2 separate regions of the Dromaius novaehollandiae genome follow, and region 2 is linked to region 1. Evidence: chromatin contacts called from public Hi-C data. All regions are on one chromosome and are shown on one strand. Each heading gives the region's core, a stretch centred on a gene start, on an enhancer-like site or on the middle of the called end of the contact. The rest is flanking DNA. Distances are from core to core; before and after follow the strand shown.

Region 1 (4,953 bases), core at 950-3,449:
CAGGTCCCTGAGAAGGGTCTGATTATTGTTCAGATAGTTGGAAAGTTCATTACAACAAAGTAATGAAGAGTAAAAATAGATTTAGTGAAGTGTTCAATCATAGTTTTTAGAAATCATGTTTTCTGCTTAAAAAGTAACATGTGAAAAATGCCAGAAGTACCCATTTGTAAGAGATGTTTGATTTTGGTTTACGTTGTCTTATCACATTTGACTGGGTTAGCTCTTTCGTTACCCAGAGAGCTCAAGTATTTCATTTTAAAAAAGCTTTGCGATTGGTTGTTTCAGTCCCAGAGCCTTTTAAAAAAGTAATATTTTCAAAATGTGATTTTATTTCAGAGTCACCGCATCAGCAAGTTAGTCTCAAAAAATCTAGAGCTAAGCTTGAATTAATAATTCTTCCGTTTCTCTCATTCGTAGTGATTGTGCCTGTGTCGCGGATTCTTGACTTTCTTTATAATCCTGTTTTTTACTGGTGCTTAATCTGCCCTTTCAGTCTCATAATCACAATCCATTTGATCAGTAAGGTGAAAAGTATCAGACCATGAGAGGAGGAGTGGAGAAGGTACTGAAAGGGATTTATAAGAAAAAAAGAGAGAGAGAAATGAGCTCTTGTCTTCATTTAGATGACAAATGGGGAAAAAAAAAGTCAGTGCAAAAAAAAATAGAGGTTAGATTTGGAGAGATGAAAGGGTAGAAGAGTAAAGAGGAGATATAAATGAGAGAAGGAAAAGAGGAATGGCTACAGAAAGCAGCTCAGAAAAATGACGACTTTGTTGCTGTTGAGCATTAACAACGGGGAATGAGGGATAGGAGAGCAAAGGCAGGAGTCTCCTTCAGCAACCTGACACAGAAAGTGGATTATCCTCCGCAGCTCGCAGAGACGAGCAGATAACTCCTAGTTCCTGACAGCGTGGGATCTGACAGCGAGGGTTGTAGCTGGCGTGTTCAGACACGGTGGCGTATTATCTCGGCAATCAGGCACGGCACCTTAGCTCGGAAGCCTGCTCCCCTCCTCCCTGTCCGAATGGGCAGGATGTGCTGCGGGAATAGGCAGACGCGGCCTGCGCTCGCAGGGCTTTTCCTTCCCACATGGCCATAATGAGAGCTCTGTAGAGGAGCTTCTAATTTACTCTTACCCCGAAGGATAACATAAATAATATGGGAATGCTGTTAAGCATGGCATGTGCTGTTGCTGTGAGCTGCTTTCTCCTTATGAATTCTGGAGGTGAAAACCAGCTTGCTTCCTCAAAAGACCGCTTGTGCAAAGTCCATCAATTGGTCACGGAGAAAATCTTTAGAAGGGCTTATGACAAGGCACACTAATAAAACCCCCCAAAACAGAATTGCTGGCATTCAGCCTTGCAGTTCAGTGTGGGAACTTCTCTTTCCCATGTGATAGAGGGAGAGCAGCATAAGCTCATGTACAGCACCTCTGTACACACACAAACACAAATAATTATAGCAAGTTCATGCCTTGTTGGAAGTATATTAGTATCAAGCTTTGGCTGTATTCCACTTTTGCTGTTTTCTTTATGAAAAAAAGATAAATCTGTGTGTGGCCTTAGGTTCTATTTACGTTCCAAACACGCATGATTAAAATTGCCCGTTTGCTTGTACGCCAGAATTGCCTCGGCAGGGGAATTTGGAGGACCCCAAGTTATTGCTGGGGCTCCTTGCTCTCTGCTGCTCTTCTCCTTCCAACTGGGGCCTTATCCAGCTAGGAGCTGGAGGGCGGCCGAGGGTTTCCGCTGTGCTGTCAGGTACCCCGTGCTGGATGGGGACAGCTGGCCTGGTCGCTGCCTCTGCTGGCTCCGTACCAGGTGCAAATTCCCCTGCGATGGGAAAATTCTCTGCCGGGCAGCTGTAAGCAGATTATGTGCTCTCTAAATTACTGCTCACTAGGCAAAAAAGCGGTGCCTTCCTGGAGCTCGAGCTTCTGTCCCCGGGACGCTCAGGGCGGTGAGACTGGTAGGAAAGGTGAAGCGCACCGAGTGCTTGTAACGGCGCACGACTGAGCCAGCATCTCAGGTTTTCCAGTCTGAATATCATTTGAAAAAGCTTAAACACTATAACGTGTTACTGCGCTTTACCCTTCTCGGGGGAATCTGACCCGTTTGGCACGTGCATGGTTTGCAGCTTGCGTGGCTCATGGGGGTCAGCAGTGGAGTACAGGCTTTTCACTACTTGAGCAATGAAGCATCAAGTAAAAGCTATTATTACCAATTAGTAGTGGCCTGTATGAGGCAAATCATTAGTCTTAGTTCAGTTATTAGCGGCCAGGTGTTCATGAAACATACCATATGTGGCTAGCGTTATACCTTTCCTTCGTCAGCAGTCTCCCTTGAAGCCAATCGCTGGCTACGTGACGTCCCCCCGCTACCTAGGCGTATTCTTTTGTCCCCCCCCTTCCAATAAAAGAGAAGTGTGCCTGGAGTCACTGCAGAGACTTCTTTTGTGCAGTATTTTCATGTACTTCCTAGTTTGCATAATGACTTTACAACAGAAATTTTGGAAAGCCAGCAACGCGAATTTAAGTTATATTTAAGAATTTAAATAGCACTATTTTACTGTGTTATAACTAAAAATTAGGAAGTTAATATGAAAAAGTTGGAACTGTGTCTTTAGTGTTACTTCTATATTGAATCACATATTTAGCCTTGGTGCGTTTTGCAGAGGGACTTGTAGATCTGCCTCTGAATAACTGATAAAGTCTTCATACACCAAGTACTTACTGCATGGAAATGACTTCAAATATGTAATTAGAACAGATATTAGAAGTCTTTCTCATGTTTCTTGGAGGAATGAATAGATGCTTGGAATATTATTTTATCTTGTAGTAACTTGGATGTCTTGTGGTTTTCAGTATTAGTGAAGAAATGATCTGATCGACGATGTCTTTGAGGAGAACTTTTGAGTTGTATGACATTGTCAGTCGTGAATTCTGTCACAGCGGGTCAGCCTTTGAGTAATAGTTGATTAGGGACATCTGGTGGTATAATAATGGAATAATTGTTCGAACACTTACAGCTAAAACTGCAATTGCCTTGGAGTGATTAAGGCAAAAACATAATCATGCTTATACTGTAATTACTCTTCTATTTCAATATTATTCTAGAAACACATGTGAGTTTATGCTTCTCTTGGTGTATGGTTTTAATTTACTGGTCCGTGAAAAAGAGAAGTGGAAACTGAGGACCTATTCTTGAGTTGACGGCTTGCAGAAATGATGTGTAGAACACCCTGAACTCAGAGGGGCGTTTAACTTGCATTCAATTATAGGTTTAAAAAGTGAATCATGGTGCTGGACTGAGGTGCTGGGGGTAGAGGTGGGTGTATATAAGCCCTGTGCATTTGGGTTCTGTTTCTAGTTTTGCCAGTGACTTCTATGATTTTGGTAAAGCTAATTTCATGTGGAGTTGAAGTCCATCTTTCTGCAAAAGTGGTACAGTAATTTTCAGCTTCGGTATTCCATGGGTAAAGAAGCATTAGAAAATAAAGTATTTATGGATCCTTGGTTACAAAGTTCTGGAATAATTAAAGATAGAACAAACAATTTTATTTGTGCAAGTGACACTGAACTCCTGTGGATCGTACATACAATATGATCGGTGTTTTAGGTGCAGTAATTTTACTTTCGTTTTAGGATGAATTTCCTATTGCTGCATATAACTATGGCTGATACTAAATTGGAACTGTGCAAGTGGTGGCAAAAATAAATCCTTTTAAACATACATGCTGAAGGCCTTATTTAATATTGTGGCATTTTACCAGGAGCACACGGGGCATTCACCTGCTGGGAGAAAGCAAGATGTGGTTGATTTTGATGGGTTTCTTCCGGCAGCAGAAGGTACCTCGAAGCCGTGAGTGCGTTCTGGCTTCTCGCGCTGAGGCTCGTTCAGGTGGAAAGGGAGGACAACCCAGGGACTCGCTGCCTCCTTGTTAGCGCACCGATAACAGTTTGAGTGATAGTCTGTCTGCGTGGTAGAGCCAGAGCACTGAAGCCTCATACCGCGCCGCTGTGATCAGTAATCCTGAGCTGGAAACAAGCCACTCTCTCATTATATTCTTCCTGCTGTTCTTACACGTAGAGCCCTCGGTAGCGTGCGCTGGCCACATGCGGTGCCATTTGGGAGACGATACCCTGCGCTCTCGGGAGGGCGCAGGCACGGGCTCTCCAGGGACGTCTTGGTCTTTGTAGGCAGGATGGAAAGGATTCAGTTTGGTCGCTCCTGTTTCTGATGCTTTTGCGACTGTTGTGCAATGTTCTTGAAACAATGACGGTGATAATTACCATTTTGTGCTTTATGTATTGTGTGAGGAATGCAGTTTTTGCCATGATCTGTTCCCCTTGCAATCCTATAAAGAGAAAAAGGGGCGGGGGGAAAAGAAAAGTGTCTGTTCTTTGCTTTCCTATCAACATGCCACTGGTGCTCTGAGAAGTCTTCCAGGAAGGATCTGCGGCAGCTGCAAGCTTCACTCCCATTCATCGTGTCCTGTGCAGAAAAAATGTCAATAGTCCAAAGCTTTCACAGCCAAATAAAGACTCTTTACTGTGGTTGTTACTCATGTGAGGAACCCTATAGTATATAGGAAGGGGAAAATATAATCAAGCTCAGAATCAGAATGACTGCTACATGATTGAACAACTGTGACTTTCAGCTTGAGAATTTTCTTGAAGTGAGGTCCTGCAGGGATGAGCACGGTATAACGTAGAATGGGTTTTCTCAAAATCAGAGTAACTGTTCCCTGCAGTTCTCTACATAGGGTGTTTTCTTAAATCTAGGTCCAGTCTTCCTTTCTCTCCTTGCAGTAACACCTATGTTTCAGAAAACCCATCATGACTTCTTTTCCATAAAGTAGCAATTCTTTGTCACATGGAATTTTGCATTGCCACCCCAATGATTCTGTCACCACTCTTTCAAAATTTCTCCGCTTTGCCTTTGATAAAAGAGA
Region 2 (5,486 bases), core at 1,623-4,122, 180 kb before region 1:
AAGACAGTTAACCGAGCTCGTGCAAACGCCACCTTCTGATAACTAGACCCTAAATCAGCCCAGAATTTGGCCCCAGCCTGCCTTTCCACCGTCAGCTGTAAGACGATTGAAAGAAAACACCATCCCATATCACTAGGATGGCTACAGTCCCACAGCTTCTAAAGACTGAAGTATACTGCATCCTCCTTCAGGAAAAAAAAAGGAAAAAAAAAAAAAAAAAAAAGAGATAATGTGATTAGTTTTTTTCACAGCTTTTAAAGCCTCCCTGGGCTTTCCTATTTTGGGCAGCATGGTTTATGGCTATTGTATTTGCAGCATGATCTTTTTGTTGCTTATTCTTTAAGGCTTTTTTTCCCCCTGCCCCTCAGAGACAGGTTTGGTACCCGTCTCCCTACTCTACGCTCAGCAACACTTCCACCGCAGTGCTTACACAGCATCAGTCCTTCACGTGACGACGGTCGGAGAGCACCGGGGTGTCCTTGTTCTCTCATACCACAGTCTCGTTCCCTTTCCCCGGTTTCACCCAACCATCTGCTCTCTTCTGCCGTTTCACTTTCCCTGAGTTCACCAGTCTGTTCGAGCACTTCTGCCACGTGTGCAGAGTTTTGGCTGACCAAATCCACATACCTGACGTGATACCCACCAGGAGGGACATGAAGATTTTGAGCATCTCCACAGCCATATTGGAATCGTCTGCCGAATAGCGGAAAACAGCCCAGTTGGAGATTTCGTAAAAATAACACGCAATGACACACGTTGCTGGGACGGTGTACAGCACTGAAAAGACACCGATTTTGACCATCAGTCTTTCCAGTTTGTCAGTTTTAGTTCCATCCTTCTGAAGGTTAGACCGGATTTTAAATAAGGCCACCAATCCGGCTGCAATGAATAAAGTTCCAATAACCAGGTAGGTAAAAAGTGGTGCAACAACAAAGCCCGTGAGCGCATCTAGGTTCTGGTTGCCAACGTAACACAGACCAGTGAGCTCATCTGCATCTACTAGTCTCATAATCAAGATGACTATGGTCTTCACTGCAGGGATGGCCCAGGCTGCAATGTGGAAATAGGAGCTGTGCATTTCTATAGCTTCGTGGCCCCACTTAAGTCCTGCTGCCAGAAACCACGTCAATGTGAGAATAACCCACCAGATGGAGCTAGCCATCCCAAAAAAATACATCAGCAAGAAAATTATAGCACATCCTGTGTTCTTAAGACCTTCTTGGATAAGAACAGGTTCTGCTGCCTCTTCAAAATCACAGGATATCCTTTCCCGGCCCACAGTTAGCCTCACAATATAAGCAATGCTATAAATATTGTAGCACATGCTCAAAAATATGATTGGGCGCTCCGGGTAGGAAAATCTGGATGAATCAATCAGGAAGGTCAGGACTGTGAATGCCGTTGATATGAAGCAAAGACTAGCCCACACGGCCATCCAGATATCTGTGAATTCCTTAGCCGACCTGCTGTAGAGCCCAGCATCGTAGCCACACTTCAGGACACAGTTCAAGCTTCTTTTGACCCAGATGTACTGGTCTGAATTAGAGCCCATGCTGTGGCACTCTTCTCCGGGCTGCAAGGACGTCTTGCTATGCAGGGGAACCTCTTCGTCTCCCGGGCCCTCCATGCACATGTGGTTGTGATCATTCTGGGGTGGGAATTTGCTGCAGTTCAGGCTGTCTGGCCAGGCAAATCCAAATTCTTTTAAAACAGGTTCACATCTCCTTTTGACGGAGAGACACATGCCACCACAGGGCCCTATGGGGATGTTAATCTTCTCGGTGCACATAGGAACATAGACCGAACAAAGGAAGAACTGGAAGAGAAAAAACCCCAAATCATGACTGTGTCGGAAGAAAATTGAACAGGTCAACATATAACAAGTTCTCTTTTTGTCTTTTTAGCAGTAATATTTGGTCCTTTGCCTTGAAAAACAGGAGGCAGCATAAAATAAATAAAGCAAGAACAATAAAAACAAAGGAGAAAAAAACCCTCAAAACGTTGTCGTCTTTTGGCTCAGAAACGGTCCGAAGCCAAAGCCCGAACGAACATTTCGCTCCCTGGATTGGCTCAATGTAAATTCAGTCCATCAATTGCAAGACAGCGAGCGGGGTTTAGCCAGATCGAAACCTCAGGGGTGCAATTTAGGAAAGCGAGAAACGGACCGAAGCAGCGGTTTAAACAAATGCATACATTTGTCCAAGGCACTGCCTGGGTTTTACGGCTAGCAAACAAGCAGGAGAGAAGGCGTTTATTGAACTGCTTCGGCTCACGGCTCTGCTAGAAGAGCGAGCTTTGCTTTCGCTGTAAGGTCAAGAATGTATCTGCAACAATAACAAAACGCTGCCGTTTTGAGCGACTGCATTTCTGGGAGGTGACAAGGCAAGGGGGACTGCGTGCCGAGGGGGCAACTCTGCCCCGGGCAGGGCGCGGGGGGGCTGCCCTGCGTGTTCGCTGGCGGGGAGCCGCGTCGCGGGGACAAGGCTCCCGCGGCGGGCGGGGCGCGCAGGACCCACCTGGAGCTGGCTGGAGCAGCCGTACTGGATGAGCGGGGTGAAGGTGGTGAGCTGCAGCTCGGCGTCCGCCTGCAGCTCGTGGCCCACCAGGTTGGGCATCTTGGTGACGTTGTAGCCCAGGTTCTGGCACATGGCGATGCGGATGGCGTCGCAGCGCCGCTCCTCCTCGTCGCCGAAGCCCCGCGCGGCGCCCAGCACCGCCGCCAGCAGCAGCGCCCGCAGCCGCCCCGCGCCGCGCCGCGCCATGGCCCCGCCGCCGCCGCCCACCTGCCCGGCCCCGGCCCCGGCCCCGGCCCCGGCCCCGCCGCCGCCGCCGCCGCCGCCGGCCGCGCCGCACGGGCCGGCTCCAACGGGGAGGGGCCGCGGCCGCCGGCTATTAAACGGCCTCGCCGAGAAACGGCCCAGGGGAGGGACGGCGCCTCCCCGCACCGCCGCCCCCGGCCCTCCCCTCCGCTCACCGCGACGCCGCCCGCCCGCCCTGGCCGCCGGAGCGGTCCGGCCCCCCGGGGGGAGCCCCGCGTCCCCCCCCCACCCCCGCCGCCGCGGCCCCCCGGGGGGAGCCCCCGCCTGCCCCCCCACGGCCCCCCAGACCGCCGCCCCCCTCCGAAGGGCTCCTACCTGCAGCCCGCAGACCCCCGAGAAGTGTCGTCCCCCTCTGTGCAGACCCCCCGTGTCCCCCCACAGCCCAGAGGAACCTCCTTCGCTCCGAGGGGAGCCCCTCCCGCACCCCCATGTCCCCAGAAGTGTCCTCCCCCTCTGCGAGGAGCCCCTGCCCGCACCCCCACGTCCCCCCCGAACCACCGTCCCCCTCCGTAGGGCTCCTACCTGCAGCCCCCACTCCCCTGAGAAGTGTCCTTCTCCTCCGTGGAAAACCTCCCCCCCGTCCCCCCACGGCCCGGAGGAACCTCCGGGGGAGCCCCTGCCCGCACCCCCACCTCCCCCAGGAGTGTCCTCCCTCTCTGTGAGGAGCTCCTGCCTGCGCACCCCTCATGTACCCCCCAAATCGCCATCCCCCTCCATAGGGGTCCTGCCTGCAGCCCCTGAGAAGTGTCCTCCCCCTCCATGGAGACCCCCCGTGTCCCCCCACAGCCCGGAGGAATCTCCTTTGCTCCGAGGGGAGCCCTTGCCTGCACCCCCACATCCCCCAAAGTGTCCTCCTCTCCAGGAGGAGCCCCTGCCCGCACCCCCACGTCCCCGAAAGTGTCCTCCCCCTCTGTGAGGAGCTCCTGCCTGCGCCCCCCCCATGTCCCCCCAAACCACCATCCCCCTCCATAGGGAGCTCCTACCTGCAGCCCCCGAGAAGTGTCCTCCCCCTCCGTGCAGAGCCCCTGTGTCCCCTCACGGCCCAGAGGAACCTCCTCCTGCTCCGGAAGGAGCCCCTCCCGCACCCCCATGTCCCCGAAAGTGTCCTCCCCCTCTGTGAGGAGCTCCTGCCTGCGCCCCCCCCATGTCCCCCCTCAAACCACCATCCCCCTCTGTGAGGAGCTCCTGCATGGGCCCCCCCCCATGTCCCCCCTCAAACCACCATCCCCCTCTGTGAGGAGCTCCTGCCTGTGCCCCCCCATGTCCCCCCCAAACCACCATCCCCCTCCGTGGGGAGCTCCTACCTGCAGCCCCCACACCCCCGAGAAGTGTCCTCCCCTCCACGGGGACGCTGCAGCGCATCCCCCCGCACCCCGACAAATGGCCTCCCTCTCCGGGGGGTCCCTGCCTGTGGTCTCCCACGTCTCTGAGAAACGTCCCCTCCACCTCCATGCGGTCCCCTACCTGCCTCCCCCTCCCACCAAACGCCCCCCTTGGAGACCCCCTCCTGGCACCCTCATCCCCGCGGTTCGCCCCCTCCTCTCCCCGGGGGGCCGCATCCCCCTCCCCGGGAAATGCCCTCAGGGAGGCGTCGAGCCGGCAGAGGCCGCCGGGTTTGGTGCCCCGCGGCGCCCAAGCCCACTTCCCGCGTTTTTAGGGGTTTCGGGAGGGCCGCGAGCCTCCGAGCCGCCACCTCTTCTTCCTGAGCAGTTACGTTGCTGTTTGCTCTTCGCTGGGGCTGAGAAACCCGGGGGGAACCACTAGGCCTTGATAAAGCAAGTATATGTGAAGGAAGCGCTCGTGAATTTGGAGGGAACCGGGCTGGATGGTTGAACCGGCCTCCGACGTGTCGGCCGGAGCAGGGGTTAAGAGCAGACAGCTGAGGCTCACACTCAACTTCTCCCAGCGTTATTTACACCTGTAATGAAATCTGGTTGAGCGGGTTGTGCCTTCAGCGAAAATATGTCATCTATTAATGAACTGTTTGCAGAGCACTTCGAAACTGTTTGTAAAGGCCCGTTTAAACGGCCTGCGATTGTGCGTGTGTCTCTGCGAGCGTAACGCGTGGCGTGTGCCCGTTCCCAGGCGGGTCCGTCCAACGCCGGGCATCGGTGTCCGCACGCCGCGCCTCCCTTCCGCCCCCAGGGCCCCGCCGACGAACGGCGACCGTAACCTCACGATATCCGTGTGAGGCAGACAAGTCATATTATCTTAACTTCTTAAACACAGCGGCAGACGGGTCTACGGCGCCAAGGTCACGCAAGGAGGCTGCGGCGGAGCCGGGAGCCCGGCTCGTACCTCGCGCGTCCGCTCGTGAGCGCTGCCTTGGGCAGCCGGCCGTGCTCCGCGGCTCATCCCGGCCGCCGGTGATGCCGGGAGCGGGCACAGCGCGGGGCCGCCGCCGGCGAGGCCGCCTTCCCGGGAGGCGAGGGAGGATGGCGGTGAAAACCCTCTCCGTTTGCAGGCTCTTGCCGCAGCTGGGCACTGATTCCCGCGAAGCCATTCACCCGCTGCGGATCCAGCGGATTGCGCAGCAAAACCCTCTGCTCCGGAGCTGGTCCCTTGCCTGGGTGACGGGGCAGGGGGCCATTTAAAACCGCCGTCAATACAAGCATCTTTTCAGAAAAATAACCCCCTCCCCCCCGAACTACCACTGTTGTTTTTTCT

What was found. Hi-C and Micro-C count contacts between places; a contact is called where the count stands out from the background.
Region 2: a contact with region 1 is called in a Hi-C map of ovary, with 6 times the contacts expected there. The contact joins the promoter of FZD4 here to the enhancer-like site in region 1. A contact is called at or near these places in 3 of 4 Hi-C or Micro-C datasets (brain, liver and ovary).

What each region holds. Positions count from the first base shown.
Region 1 is chr1:210,270,412-210,275,364 of bDroNov1.hap1, reverse strand. All of the region lies in intron 5 of TMEM135 (transmembrane protein 135), which reads left to right. Among named protein-coding and RNA genes, the nearest start is that of TMEM135, 160 kb to the left of the region's middle. Within about 2 kb of position 2,199, at least 2 of the 2 cell types and tissues checked have open chromatin away from gene starts, as enhancers often do.
Region 2 is chr1:210,449,688-210,455,173 of bDroNov1.hap1, reverse strand. It overlaps FZD4 (frizzled class receptor 4), which reads right to left and starts at 2,872. Exons shown (of 2, transcript XM_026106086.2): 1 at 2,517-2,872; 2 at 1-1,816. The coding sequence starts at 2,762. The coding sequence ends at 488.